Regions from separate parts of the Oryctolagus cuniculus genome. Here region 1 is linked to region 2. Evidence: chromatin contacts called from public Micro-C data. All regions are on one chromosome and are shown on one strand. The core of a region is the stretch at or near the end of the contact, and the rest is flanking DNA. Distances in the headings are between cores, read along the strand shown.

What was found. A called contact is a pair of places that touch in the nucleus more often than the background predicts.
Region 1: a contact with region 2 is called in a Micro-C map of ear pinna, with 6 times the contacts expected there. The contact joins the enhancer-like site here to the promoter of GNB5 in region 2. A contact is called at or near these places in 2 of 6 Hi-C or Micro-C datasets (ear pinna and an unstated tissue).

The regions. Positions count from the first base shown.
Region 1 is chr12:74,929,388-74,937,201 of mOryCun1.1, forward strand. MYO5C (myosin VC) reads right to left here. Exons shown (of 41, transcript XM_008268992.4): 11 at 7,535-7,616; 12 at 4,734-4,874; 13 at 2,384-2,509; 14 at 202-285. Among named protein-coding and RNA genes, the nearest start is that of MYO5C, 41 kb to the right of the region's middle. Within about 2 kb of position 4,029, at least 1 of the 8 cell types and tissues checked has an H3K27ac peak or open chromatin away from gene starts, as enhancers often do.
Region 2 is chr12:74,867,450-74,874,994 of mOryCun1.1, forward strand. It overlaps GNB5 (G protein subunit beta 5), which reads right to left and starts at 2,972. Exons shown (of 10, transcript NM_001082170.1): 1 at 2,861-2,972. The coding sequence starts at 2,972.

The sequences.
Region 1 (7,814 bases), core at 2,779-5,278, 63 kb after region 2:
AGCTTTACCCACTATGCCCCAGTGCCAGCCCCCAAATGCTTACTTTTTGGACTCTGAGCTGCACCCTGCCAGTGCCCGGACCATTTGCCACACTCTGGTGTGCACACGCACGCTTGTTACTCTTCTCTGTGACACATGCCGATCCACGTCACTGTCAGTGACGTCATGAGTAACAGCAGACACCCCCCAGGCCTCACCAACCTTGCTGGCTCTCAGGACTTCAACGAGCATGTCGTAGACGGTGTCTCTGTTCTTCTCCAGGAAACCTTCACATTTATACTCCACCTGGGCAGAGAGAGAGGCCACAGCAGACAACGTCTACATTTAACTGCTTGGAAAGAAAGGGGAATAAAGAGGCTATGAAGGCAATCTCACCCCAAAAGATTCCCTTGTGTTTTCCACAGTAAGCTCACAATACGTGAGCTCAGAAAGCTGGGGACGGCTCTGCCCACGCAGAGCCAGGCTCTCCCCTGCCTGGAGTCTCGCTAGCCACGGGCCACCCTGCCTTGGCCTGTGGGTTCCCAGAGCCAGGCTCTCCCCTGCCTGGAGTCTCGCTAGCCACGGGCCACCCTGCCTTGGCCTGTGGGTTCCCTCTGGCCCCAGGTAACCCGCTGTGCCTTGCAGAGTGTGCGGTGACAACAAAGAGCTGGCTCACGGCATCCAATTTGCCTTGGAAGCCACCAGGAAGAAGGAAATTGTGTTCCTAGGCCAGCATTAACATGGTAGAAAGGAAAGACGAACTGGCCAGCTGGCCGCCGGGCTTTCAAGGGCCACTGAGCCCTCCAAGTCGGGGTCGGGGCAGGTGCTTGTCCTGCCTGAGTCTCACTTAGAACTTGGAGAGTTGCAAGCCTCTCCGATCAGTGAGGCTCCCAGAGTCCCTCCAGGGTGGCCGCTCACGTCCAGATCCCCACAGGGCATGTCTTGGGGTTGTGGGCTTTAATACGGGATGGGCATTTTTCACAAGTTAAAAAAACTTGTGAGAAAGTTCATTTTAAAAAACTGGCTATGAGCAAACAGGCTTTTGTGGGTGCTGGCATCTGGGCTCACTTTGCTCCCCGCGATGGGTAGGGTGTCCTTGCTAGTGGGTAAGAACCGGGAGCCCTGGCTGTGTGTAGGCACTCCCGGTGGAGGGAGTGTGTGGACACTGGTACAGTCTTCTAGAATGGTGGTGAGAGCCAGAGGTGTCGACAGGGAAGGTGGGGCAACTCTAGAGCTGCCCTGGCCGGGGGGCCCTGGCACGGGGCTGCAGCTGGGGACTCTGGGAGGGAGGGGCGGTGGGTGGGGTCGCCACCCCCAAGCACAGCTGCCTTGTCCTCAAGATGACCCCGTTCCTGGGGCCACCTTGGTGGAGAAGCTCCTGCAAGCTACAGCACGAGGCGTACTCCCGCCCACCCATCGTCCATCCACCACGCCGCTTGTTCTTTTAAGGGGGGGCTTCTTGGAAGTAGCAGGTGAGATAATTCAACATACAGACCCTGGAACTAGACAGACCCCACATGTTTACTGGTGGAATCTGGTCTTTTCTTCCTTTTCCCTATGAGACCAGAACCCTGACATTCTAAAAGACAACTACTGGTGCGCGTACTTCGACAGCACCAGTCATTCCACGGGTACCTTTTCTATAGCTCCTCTGGGAAGCTCTAAGTATTCAGTTCTATCTCATTTAATATGTGCCTAGAGCCTACAGGGGGATCACAGCTCTCTAGGCCGCTGCCACCACCTGGGGCAGCAGCAGCAGATCTGACAAGGGCACTCGTCTCTGCGATGGATGAGTGACAGCTCTTCCTGGTCTCTAGGCCCTGGGCAGGCCCTGGGCAGGCCACAAGAGCCACGCTCAGCTGAGAGTGGACGGAGGGGAGGAGGTGAAGAAGATGATGAGCCGGTGCCTTGACAGCAAGCAGTCATGGCGATTTATCTGTGTTTCTTCTATAATGTGATTTTTAAAACAATTTATTTTAATAAAAGCTGTGTTTGTTTAGTAAACACATAAGGCATATATAAAAGAAAAGAAGTATTTCCTAGAAAACCCATCCTCTTAACTGATGCTGTTATTACAATAAATACATCCCCGTTCTAAAACATACGGAAAGTTCCGGGAGAGACACAGCGTTCACCGTAGGAACAGTCACGCTGCCTCGATGAGCCCAGTAGCATCGCAAACACTAACTGCTAAGAGGTTTACGACTTCACAGGAAACGCTAAGTCGGGTATTTTGTCATTAAAACAAAAGAATCCTCAGACACCCAGAGGCAGCCACGCGCATGCTCCTGCCTCCGACCTGCAGGCTAAGCCTACGCTGTCTGTGGTGGAGCTCCCGCCTGCCCGCCCCCTGGAGACGCTTCCAGCTCCGGGCAGACGGCGTGGCTCGGCGCGCTCACCGTACCTTATCAGCGAAGTGCTGGATGATGAAGGATGTGTTCGACATTCTAGGCTTTTCGAACAGAGCGTTCTTGTTGACAAAATTATTGTACAGCTTTTGAAGCCAGTTTTCATCAGTTCCATGTGGTAACTGGGAACGAAAAGCACACCAAATAGCAAGTAAGAAACGAGAACTAAAAAATAGAAAAGCAAGAATTTTTAAATGCATTTGTATGAGGCAGAGAGAGAGAGAGCGAGAGAGCGTTCTCCCTTCCATTGGTTCACTCTCCAAATACCTGCAACATCCGGGGTTGCACAGGGGCCAAAGCCCAATCCAGGAAGTCAGTCCTAGTCTCGGCCATGGGTGGCAGAGACCCCTTGGGTCTGGTCAGGAGTCAGAGGCAGGTATCAAACCCAGGCGCTCCATTATGGGATGCGGGTGTCTTAACCGCTAAGCCAAACACCATCCACCAAAAGCACTAATTCCAAAACGCAGGTGACCTGCCACCTCGGAGGGAACTGCTCTAGACCGAGGCCTCCTCTAAGCATATCTGTCCCTTATCCTACCAATCCTTAGGGTAATTTTAAAATAAGTAGTCAACAAATAATAATTGTACATAATAAGTGACCTTTAAGCGGGCATATCAATGTCTTTTAGGAACAATAAAACATTCTAGATAAATGGAAATGTCCATACAATCACTGAAGAATTTGGGGCCGGCCTGCAGCGCTGGCATCCCATATGAGTCCCGGCTGTTCCACTTCTAATCCAGCTTCCTGCTAATGTGCCTGGGAAAGCAGTGCAAGATGGCAAGTGCTTAGGCCCCTGCACTGACATGGGAGACCTCGAAGAAGCTCCAGGATCCTGGCTTCAGACCTCCCAGCTCTGGCCATTGAGGCCATTTGGGGAGTGAACTAGTGGATGAAAGATCTCTCTCTCTCTCTGCTTCTGCCTCTCTGTAACTCTGCCTTTCAAGTAAATAAATCTTTTTAAAAAATGAAGAATTTTACTTCTGTAAGACAGGCAGTACTTTATGTCAGGAAGACACAGCACGCATTCCATTCTGTGAACATAACTCTTCCTTGCACTGGAGCGTAGCCCTCCAACCCCACCCCTTCAGGAAAACCATTTTCGTTGGTTTACCTGCCTAACCACCCCCTTGAATTAAGGCCTTACCTCTGCAACTAAGTCAGCTGCAAAACTTGCCCTTGAACTCTAGTGAATGTGAAACCATCAACTGCACTCAGCCCGACCCTGTGACTGACAGCACCCAGGGTGTCTCAGTGACCCCTGCACTACCTCACTGTGACAGTGGTCACCTGCGGGTGAAGTGGACACACACACTTCCTAGGGGCTCCTTTGATCTCTGCACCCCTACCCCTGTAGAACATTCCAGAACGCTGGGCGTGGACACCTGTCTTTGAACTTATATCAAACACAGGTGACCCCAGAAAGGCGAATCTGTGAGTACAGCTATGGAATGGAGAATTCTAGGAAGAAATCACCCACAAGCTTTCAACATTACGATGATTTTTATACAAATAAGTATTGGGAAATGGGAGAAATTCCACGATTGAGCATCAAAAGACACGCCTTAAACCTTCCTGGGCTGTTTGTTCTTGGGGCCACAGCCCGGCTGCCCTGAGACAATGTTACCCCTCCCAGAGGGGAATGACACAGAGAAAGTGCCCGGGGACATCTCCCCAGTCACAGGATGCTGGCTTTTCAGCTGCACCTCCTGGGTGACTCACAAGAACAGGAAGTAAAGAAAATCAATGCCCATGACTCAGTAACAGCTGGAGCGGAGTCACTTGCCGTTTTCATGGTCCCCTACGCACACCTGGAGACAGCCTTAAGGGCCATCTCCCTGCTGGGTCTTACCTAAGAGCTAAGAGGTGGTGTGCGCTGCCCAGGGGCAGTGCTCCCGGCGGGAGGGTCCCCAGCCCTCTGAGGCTCCTGCCGACCAAGTGGGCAACGCCACCAAGACTTCTTAAGGAGGCTTCTAAACATAAAGTCACTTGACAAAACGCTCATCTGTTAATACTCAGAAGCTTCAAAAAGTGGGGCAGGCACTGTAGCACAGCAGGTTAAGCTGCAGCCCACATCAGGGTGTCTAGTTCGAGGCTGACCTCTGCTCCTGATCCAGCTCCCTGCTACTAATGTATCTGGGAGGCACCTGCCACCCACGTGGGAGACCCAGCTGGAGTTCTAGTTTCCCGGATTCGGCCTGGCCCAGCCCTGGCTGTGGTGGGCATTTGAGGAGTGAAACAGGGTGGAAGATCTCTCCCTGTGTGTCTCCTCTTCTCTTACTCTGCCTTTCCAATAAACAAGGCTCTAGAAGTTGAAAAAGAACCCAAATATTTGAAAAAGTTACCAAGCATTCTTCATCCAGCAGCTCCAAAATGCCCATTTTTGCTTCAATCAGGTCAATAACTGGCTGATTGTCATAAAAATCTATCAGAGTCCAAGGGATATCTTCCTTCATATACTCTTCTTGTTCAAGCTTAAAGACATGCTGAGTCAAGACAGAAAGTAAGAGCCAGTATTACCAAGGGCTTCGGAACAGCAGGACGCAAGCGTCTGGAAAAACCTGCGGCAATGGTGGCCGTGATATGTGCAGGCTGAGATACAGGGACCCTGGGGCACAGGCCACCCCCTCCCTGGTCTGAGTAGGTCCCCACCTCCTAGCACACCCAGCGTGGTCCCGGAGCCCTGCCTTGCTCCCCACTCTCTGCCCCAGTGCTGCTTGGGGACACGCCCAGACTTGAGCTGGAGCAGCCGGGCTGGCTGCAGGCCAGGATGAGAACCCAACTTGGAGGCCTTTGCTACTTGCTGGGCTGTGAGGGTAGCAGGGAGGCTTCCTGGAAGATGTGGCTCAGGCTCCCTCTGGAGGAGGAGGAGAGTTTGGCAGGCGGGCGGCCAGGCAGGGGAGAGGCAAGGAGAACAGCCCCCTGCAGAAGCAGCCCAGTGGGAACAGCTCAGAAGCTCAACAGGTGGCTGAGCAATGCACCCTGGGACAGGAGGAGACCAGAGCCAACAACAGAGGGGAGATCACGCGGGAGCCTCGCGCCCCCTCCAGGGACATCAGGTCCTGTGGTCTTTTCCTAGGGGCAGCGAGGACCCTCTGAGGGTGAGACTGGGGGCGGGGTGCCATTGAAGAGGGCAAGGCTGGAGGCCTGGAGAGCAGGCAGGCTCAGCACACGCTCTTTGTGGTCAGCAGCCCATGGGAGGCAAGCGAGAGGATCTGGGAGGGGGAGGGGGAGGGGGAGGAGGAGGAGGCGGAGGAGGAGGAAGAGGATGGGATGAGTGTCACACTCCGGACACAGGCTCAAGTGTGGTGGCTGACCCATGAAGAGCACCGAGGGTGAGCAGGCTGAGAGGGGCACGGGCGAGTCTGCTTCTCAGCCTGGTCCTGCTGAGCCCCTGACACCCAGGCAGGGCTGGCAGCAGCCAGGGGTGCAGGCCTCGAGGGTGGGGAGTGCCCCTGAGGTTGTGTGCACAGGTGTTTGATGGCCCCAGGGGTGTGCACTTCGACAGGCGACCTGAACAGAAGAGAAGAGGAAAAAGAAGGGGGGGGGCAGGGAAGAAGAAGGGCGGGGCAGGAAAAAGAACAGAATTACAGCCCCTGGTGCAGGCTGTCAGTCCAGAGTCTCCCTCGCGTTCTTTTGAACTGGAGCCGGCTGAGTGCCTTGGGGAAGAACAGGGCCTGGAGTGCAGGGGGCGGGCAGCCCCAGCAGGTGCAGTGTGGCCTCGTGTGAGTCATGCTGATTCCGTGCTGGGAAGAACCCTCAGCTGCAGTTAGCAAAGGCTAAACTGCCAGGAAACCTTGTGAATGCTGAAGGAACAGAAGTGAGCAATGGGAGAAATTCTGCTCCCCATGCCTGGATTAACTCCAACGCATGGAAGAGGGAAGCGATTTACTGGGTGGACCTGGTGTTTGGTCACCCCTTCCCAACAGCATCTGCCGGATTCTAGTGACTCATTTTTTAAAATGGGGAGACTGGGGCTCCCAGAGCCCGAGGTGTCCGTGGAGAGGGAGGTGAGGCGGAGATCCAAACCCGCTTCCGTGAGAGCGGAGGCCCAGGCTCTCGCCCACGGCCGCTGTGTTCTCCGCAGGGGCTGTCAGGGAGAACAAGTTTCGATGCTGGACCTCAGCCAGGGTGTAGCCATTCCTTGGAGGGACTCAGGTTGTCAAAGTGTCACTTCGCTCATGGACTGGAAGCAGCGGGGAGGGAGAACCTGAGTTCGTAGAGCATCTTAGCGCTCCGCGTGGCTTTGCAGAGATGCAGCCACACGTGCAGGAAGGAAGCTGTCATGGCCGCTCTGAGGCTGCTTTCCCGGCGCAGCTGCTACAGGACGATATCCAGCTCACATCTAACCTCACCCATCTCGGGTTGGGAACAAGGCGTTTGCACTGTGAGAGGTCCAATAAAGTTGCCGCATTGGGGGAATTTATCTGAGATGTGAAAGTTGTGTTTAATACAACAGCAACGTTTTCGAATAAACACATTTTCCCACTGGGGAGAAACTGGAATCCAACTCTTGTGTGTTCCCAGGAAAGGGCCTGTCTGGTCTGAATCAGGAAGGTGCCAGGTTCTAAGTTAACACTGGAGAAACTCATTCCTGGATCCCACAAGGTATGCACTGTTCAGTGCCGCACATGTCGCAGTAGGCACTGGGCAGAGTGCACCAAAAGCGGCGAGGCTGGGCTTTCCCAGCGACCAGGTCTGTTTGGAGAACCCCATGCAAACAGTGATAATTCCATGTTATCACAGGTCTGTGATACAGGCGAGCACCCAGGAAGGCTTCCTAACCAGGAAGGGACAGGGAGGCACCAGGAACGGTGCTCAGGGAAGCTGAATCTCAAAAAACAAGCAGGACTCCGCCAGGGTCGAAGCCGAGAGAGCAGCAAGGGCACAGACGCAGAGGCTCCCAAGAAAGCAGAACCTTCGGGAAACTCCATGCAAGGGTGGCGCGTGATCAACTCAAGCCCCAAGTTGGCCGGCAGCTCAAGAGATGAGCGGGGAGCTGGGAGGGTGCGGTTCCACAGTAGCACCACAAGATGGCGCCATGCTCGGCCTGCTGCTCCTTTAATAATCAGGAAATTGGAAGTGGGAGGAGTGTTTTTGCACGTTCACGCACACACAGGGACGAGAAGGCAGAAGAGTCACTTACCAGGTTGAATTGCTGTTGCAGCTTTTCATTAGCGTAATTGATGCAAAACTGTTCAAAGCTGTTGACGTCGAAGGTTTCAAAACTGAAATGCAGTTTTAGCAAATTAAAATGTAACTGGAAGTAGGGTATATGCATTCATTTATGGGTGTGCAGTTTTTTGATCAACTTCATAGCTTAAAAGTCTGTTGCCTTCTGCAAGTTGTGAACGTACCCCCTGAGCTTCTGGCTTTATTATCTGGGCAGTGAGTTTACACGTGGCATTGTTCCTTATCCAGTTATG
Region 2 (7,545 bases), core at 1,722-4,221:
ACAGGAGGAGTCAGCTGAGTGGCAGGAGCCTTAAAGGAACAGGGGAAAGGGAAAGCAATGGTTGGCACCGGGCCAGCATCCTGGGTCAGACCCTGGTTTAAATCCTGGCTGCTCGGCTTCTGATCCGGCTCCCTGCTACCAGGCAGGGCCCAGGTACCAGGACCTCTGCCTCCCACGCGGGACACCCAGGTGGAGTTCCGGGCTTCTGGCCTCGGCCTGGCCCGGCCCCAGCCATTTGGGAAATGAACCAGTGGATGAAAGATCTCTCTCTCTCTCTCTTTGCCTTTCAAATAAAGAAAAATTGGAGAAAAAGAGAAAAGCAATGGTCTGGAAGCTGCAGGGAAACAGAAGGGAGCAGTCACCTGGCTGCCGGAATTTTCAACTCAAAAATTCTGATCCCCGCAGGTGAGGACGGACCCTTCCCTGGGGGCGCCAATCAGGCTCTGCAGAGGGAGGCCCTCTGGGGTGGCCCAGAGCCACGCCGCCACCACCTCTATGCTGTAAGCAACTTACAAAGTCCCAGGGAAGGCTGGAACTATCCCAGGGAGGGGCTTTGTCTTTAAAAGAGAGAATAAAGTAGCTTTTATTTATTTTTTAATTGACAGAATTACATACTGCATTAGTCAGTGTTTTGTTACTTTAACAGAAACACTGGAGACACGTGGGGAGCTACTCAGAAAGGAGGGAAGTTTTATTTCAGCTGACAGTTTTGGAGAGTCACAGTCTAAGATCTGTGGCCCTAGTGATTTGGGCATCTGGTGAGGCTATGACTTTTTTTAAAATTAATGATTAATTATTGATTTGAAAAATGGAATTAGAGAGAGAAGAGAGAGAGAAAGGAGACAGAGGTCTTCCATCTGCTGATTCACTCCCCAACTGGTCATAACAGCTGAGGATGGGGCGGGCCGAAGCCAGGAGGCTGGAACTCCATCCTGGTCTCCTCACCACCTAGGCCACCTTCCTCTGCCTTCCCAGGTGCATGAGCAGGGAGCTGGGTTGGAGGTGGAGCAGCTGGGACCCAAACCAGTGCCCATCCGGGATCCAGCTGCACTGCATCAGCCCTGAGACCACTGCCCTTCTGAAGAACGTTCTCTGCATCCAGCTAAAGCAGTTTGGCAAAAACAAAACAAACAAGAAGGAAAGCAGACGCGCCACTCGGCCTGCCGGGGCGGGGATCCTGGTCCCTGGACTTCTCAGCACGGCCAGTACTGAGGTCATCACCTGCACAGTGCAGAAACCTGCACGGGGAGACGGGGCAGCCCCAGCTCACGCTTCTCAACACCCACTCCCCACTCCTCTCCTGGTAACAGAGACCCAGCTTTGGCCCAGCCAGTTCTCCCTTTCCCAGCCTTCCTTGCAGCGGCCACGTGGCCTTGGTCTTGCCTGCGAAGCGCCCACAGAAATCTTGGGAGGAGACAGGAGAGTTTCTGGGCAAAGTGCTGCTGTCCTGAAAAGAAGGAGCAAACAGTCACACCCACTTCTTCCTGCCTGGGATTTAGAAGAAATGTCTGGCGCTGTGGCAAGCATATCTTAACTATGTGGCAAATGCCAGTGCTCGGAGGTATGCAGAAGGCAGAAGGAACCAGGTTTCCTGATGGTGCACTGGGCAGCTGAACCAAAGCTGTCAATTAAGAAAATTAATTCCTGTGACGGGCGATGTGCCACTGGCACCCCACATGGGCGCCGGCTGAAATTGAGGCTGCTCCACCTCCCACCCAGCTTCCTGCTCACACAGCCTGAGAAAGCAGCAGAAGATGGTCCAAGTGCTCAGGCCCCTGCCATCCACGGGGGAGACCAGATGAAGCCCCTGGCTCCTGGCTTCAGGCTGGCCAAAGTGGACCAGCAGATCTCTCCGCTTCTCCTTCTCTGGAATTCTGCCTTTCGAATAAATAGAGCTTAAAAAGAAAGAAAACTAACTTGCAATTTGCCTACCTATTTGGGGTTTATGGTTAATTCGCCACACAGGAGCTTAGAGCGCCCACCAGGAAAACATAGCACGCCATAGATTCAGGTCATCTGTTTCCACCAAGTGATTTTCCAAAAACAGAATGGAACGCTAAAGGCGCTGAGGGGAGCCCAGGCACAAGGTGCGGGAGTGCACAGGCACTTCGTGGAGGCCTTGCTCAGCGAGTCACCCCCGGGGCTGCAGAGCGAGGAGGTAGGACGAGGTAGGACGACCTCCCCAAGCCTGGCCCTGGGCTGCACCTCGGCTGGGACGAGCCAGCTGCCACTTCAGGACAGCCGACGGGGCCGAGGCCACCGAAGCTGGCTGTTGTCGCGTGCACTCATCCACCAGCCCAGAGCCGGTTCTCGATCCCGAGCTGCTGGGCAGTAACAACGCACGTTCAAACAGGGCTGCCACTGCCCGCCTGGGCCGACCACGCGCATCTATCCAAAAGCTCTGGAAGTGGCCAGAAACGCCCGAAATGGCTGGGTCCGCTGAGCTCCTCGGCTTCCCCTCCCCCATCCGCCTCCCGCCCCCTAAGGAGAGTGGGTTGAGATTGGCGAAAAACAGCTTCGGGATCAGTCTGGGTCCTCGGCCAGGGACGCCACAGCGCTGCAGAAAGCCGACGATGCAAACAAAACCCGAGCTCAGCCTAGGCCGCGCGGTCACCCCGGACGCCGCGCCCGGCAGCGGCGGGGATGCCATCCCAGCGCGGCGGGCAGGCGGCGGCGGCCACCGGGCCCGCGGATCCCGAGCCTCCCAGGCGGGCCTCGGCGCCGCTCCCCGCGCCTCGCCTCGCCCGCGCGCCGGGCCCGGGGCCTCCCTCCCCGCGCCGGCGCGCGCCCGCAGCCTGCCCTGTGCACCCGGCCCGCCTCCCGGCGCGCCGCCCCCGCCCCCGGCCCGGCCCGCACTCACGCTCCACGTCGTGCAGCTTGGCCCGCTCCTCCTCCAGTTTGCCCTTGAGGCTCTCGGCCTCGATCTTGAGCGACGCCAGGGTCTCGTTCTCGTGCAGCCCGTCGGTTGCCATCTTCGGCGCGGAGGGAAGCGAGAGCGGGGATGCGGTGAGCGGGCGCCGAGCCGCGGCGGGCGCTGCAGCCCCAGCCCCGGTCCCGCGGCCCCGAGCGCCGCCCCGCCGCCCCGCCCTCCGGCCGTGACGCGCGCCGCTACGGCTGGGCTGAGGCGGCGACCCCCGCGCCAGCTCGCGCGTCCCGCCGCGCCCCCTGCACCTGCGGGCGCGCCCTGGCGCACCGCCCGGCGCCCTGGCCGCGCTGCGGCGGCTGCGCGCGTCCCCGCGGGGGAGGGAGTGTCATGCCCATTTCACCGGTGGGAACACTGAGGTTCGGAGATGCTAGGTGACATGCCAGCGGATGCGCACGTGGTGTGCTACCGGACAGCGACGCAGCCCTTCCTCTCCCCACTCCCCGCCCCTTCCCCCAATCAGGAGCTTGAGGGACTGCAGCTGGCTCCTGCCGAAGATGGTGGACAATCGGGAGGCAAGGCTCACTAAGCACTCAGGGGTCACACTCCTAGAAAGAAGGCACGGCAGGATGTGGCCCCAGGCAGTCTGGCTCCAGCAGACCTGTGGACTTGGCGTGGGTGACCCAGCTTCTGCCTTCTGCCGGGGCCCTCCTCTGTGACCGGGCATGGGTTGCGCAGAAATGGGAAGGCAGCGCATTCTGGAGTGAACCCCGACAAGCAGACTCCTGGGTGCTGCCCCCACTCTCTCGGTGCTCCTGCCTCCCTGAGAACCCGGACTCTCCTTGCTTGTCCCAGGACAGCTGGAAATCATCTACCTCGATCTATCCACAGTTGTGGTGCAGGTTCGAGTCTGGGATCTGCCGTTTCCTTCTCTGGGAACCCTGCACCCGACGGTTGCCGTGGGAAGGAAAACCTTCCCCAGACTTCTGCGTACACAGCAGATGTCTGTTAGCTGCCACTTGCCTGCTCCCTTGCATGGGTACAGGTTGATCTGTGGTTTCCTGCAGCGTTGAGCATAATGCTGGTATACAGCAGGTGCTCAGTTAATGCTACTTTACTAAATGGATGTGCAAAACAGAATTGATAAAAGATCACTATATAAACTATGTCGTTTCAACTCAAACTAATACATGTGTTTTTATATATGATGACTGTTCATGTCAGTATACAAGTAAAACAGAAAAGGAAAAATGTGTGTTTCTGAGTTCGAGGTGCTAAAGGGCTCTGCATGAGTCAGCCTGCCGGTGGGGGCGGGGAGGGGGGGACAAATCCTGGCTGTGCTGTTTGCCTGGGACCGTCCCTCCACTGAGCCTGGGGCTCCTGGTCTGCAGGGAGCAGGCAGGACCTTCTCTGCCTGTTACGGCTGAGGCTGCCATCACACCGGAGCCTGATGACACAGCAGAGCGAGAGTGAGAACTGGGTCGTGGCAGACACCCACCCAGGGGCCATCTCGGCATGGCAGCAGCGTCTCTGCACCCTCAGGCTGCACCTGTCAGACCCCCATGAGATGTGGTGGGTGGCTGGGGGTCTGTGTGTCTGTGTTGACCAAGGCTGGGCAGCCTGCTTCACACGAGGGCATGCCCTCCCCCGGCTGTCCTCCGCCTAAGGCAGAGCCGAGCATCCACCCACCTTGGGGGGGGGGTGCCACCTGGAGATGACGTTGTGTGGCCTTCGGTGGCCAGGCTGGGTTTGCAGGACACCTTCTTGCACTTGGGAGGTAACTCCTTTTTCTTTTTTTCTTTCTTTCTTTTTTTTTTTTTTTTTTTTTTTTTTGACAGGCAGAGTGGACAGTGAGAGAGAGAGAGAGAGAGAGAGAGAGAGAGAGAAAGGTCTTCCATTTGCCATTGGTTCACCCTCAAATGGCCGCCGTGGCCAGCGCACCACGCAGATCTGAAGCCAGGAGCTAGGTGCTTCTCCTGGTCTCCCATGCAGCTGCAGGGCCCAAGCACTCCCTGGCCACAGCAGAGAGCTGGCCTGGAAGAGGGGCAACCGGGACAGAATCAGGCACCCCAACCGGGACTAGAACCCAGGGTGCCGGCGCTGCAAGGCGGAGGATTAGCCTAGTGAGCCGTGGCGCCGGCCCGGGAGCTAACTCCTTTTTAGAAATCGAGGGAAGGCCGTGGCCCACCATCTTTCTGCAGGGTACAGGGCGGTACGGGGCCACCCCCATACCCCTCCAGGGGCCTTGGCACCTTTGTGAACAGTCAGCTGTCCATCCCTGGCTGTCTCCTATCTTGTTTTGTCGCCCCTGATGGTCACCATCTCCTGAAAGAGGATCTGCAGGCAGGGCCTCCGAGCTGGGGAGAAACCACAGTGTCTCAGTGGACCCAAACTCTGGGGTGCTGGGCTCCTTCAGCTCCCGGAGGACGCTGTTATTAGCAAACAGCAGGTAGGGGGAGCCCTCCCCAGGTGTCCTCGGCTTCGCGATTTGCAGAGCCAAGGGCAGAACAAGAGCCCTGCAGACAGAGCCTGACAAGACCTCAGGGTTACTGTGCCGTCTCCAAGCCTCTAGACGCCACCTTGCACTCTTTGCTTTGCTTTGTTTTATAGGATTTATTTAAAAATGTAATCACACTGGAACCAGAGGATAAAAAATGTCTTTTCCTTTTCAGCTGGATGAAATGCGAACACCATCTCTCCTGTGTTTGATGTGTGGTTTTGCAATTTGTTGAAGATTCAGGGCTTTTTCGGGAAGTTTTTGGAAAGAGTGCTTTACCGCTTCTCACCAGGTGGGGGCTCTGCCGAGCTGCTCGATGGAAACCTAGCTTTGCCAATCAGATTCCTAAGGCTCCAGCCATGCTGTGCGTTATTTTTTGCTGCAAGATCTGGAGCCTGTGCATTGCCACCTCTGGAGAGGACTGGATTTTGTGTACTTTGAAAAGCACCAGCATTTGTCTTCACTTCCTCAATCTCCCTGAAGGCTTAGAAAGCACTCTTTGAGCGTTGTACTCACTATTGAATCCCTGTATAATTCATCCCGCGAGTCTTCCATCGAGCTGTACCTACATGCAGCTGGGACAGGGACCCTGAAAAGTGCCCTCAAGATTTGTCTTCCAGCCTCTTAGCTTGGTCACCTGCCAAGCAGAAGCCCACAGAGGAAAAAGAATTAGCCCTAGGAAATAATGACCGTGCAAACATTCCATGAGCACTTGCTTGCAGGCTTCTGCTTGGACTCCTAAGCAAATGGACTGACCCTCACACTACCAGTGACCATTGTTATTGAACCATCTGGAGACAGGCGCGAACTGTGGACCCCGGGGCCACTGCCTGGGCCTCTGCACTGACTGTGCCTCCGAGCTCTGGCGCACGGGAAATGTGTGTACCCTGTAAGCTCTTGGGCAGCTCATCAGTTAGCAGCACTCTCAGGCAACACCAGTTTAAGACAAGTCACCCTCAAAGCTTTAAGAAGTGGCACTTGGGGGGCCAGCACTGTGGTATAGTGGGTAAAGCTGCTGCCTGAAGTGCCAGCATCCAATATGGACACTGGTTCGAGTCCCGACTGCTCCACTTCCAATCCAGCTCTCTGCTATGGCCTGGGAAAGCGCTAGAAGATGGCACCCCTGTGGGAGACTCATTAAGAAGCTCCTGGCTCCTGGCTTCAGATCAGCTTAACTCTGGCCATTGCAGCCATTTGGGGAGTGAACCAGCAGATGGAAGACCTGTCTCTCCCTTTCTCTGTCATTCTGCCACTCAAATAAATAAATAAAAATTTTAAAACCACCTACTGCCATACTTATAAAAAGAAAAAAGTCGCACTTACGATTTCTGCACATGTTGAACAGTAGCTGAGTTGTTGAGATTTCTTGAAAACGGGCCTCAGAGCCCTTTGTTTGAAACATTTATCACAGGAGCCAAACACGTTAACCAGGAAGGTCTGATCGCACATCTTCACCCACGAGGAGGCTGTAACACAGTAACAGGCAGAGGGGAGTGGAGTGGGTGGGGAGAAGAGCCAGTGGCTGCAGTTTTCCCCAACCTCTCCCTTTCCTCTGGGGGCTGCCGGGGTCCCTGCTGGCTGGGTCAGGTAGACGGGGTTCGTGTCCAACCTTCCCCTTATTGCAACAGGCTGGGGCAGCTCAGCCCACTCACTGCTCAGGGAGAAAGCTCAGACACCAGGTTTGCCGAACTTGACCTGGCCCGGGCTGTTTCAGCAGGTTGGCAGGCACCCCGTTGAGCTCTGTAGCTTGGTGTCCATTCTGTGTGGGTTGCACATGAAACCCATTGTTGTCATGGAGACTTGAACTTAACACTTTTCAAAACGTGCCTTCCCTCAGGGCGAACTTTGGAAGACAGACGTCAGTGAGTGGCAGAGCCTGAGCCCAGCCGAAGCCGTGAGGCTGAGTACGTGCCACGCAGCATTCGACTGATGGAACAGCTGAGAAGCAGAGTCCTCACCTGTTCTCACAGAAGTCCACGGACTGACCCGGCCAGGCCCCTGCAGGGAAGGTGGCCAGCCCAGGCAGACCAAACCTCCCGGGGCCTGCAGCTGCAGCTCTGGTTGCCCACATCCTGGCCCCGTTACTTGACTTCTTAGAAGATCTGTTTCATATGTCAAACGGAGACCTTGAAGTTGTGCCTCACAGGGTTGTCAGGAGACTTACAAGAAACTGTGCCGAGAGCTC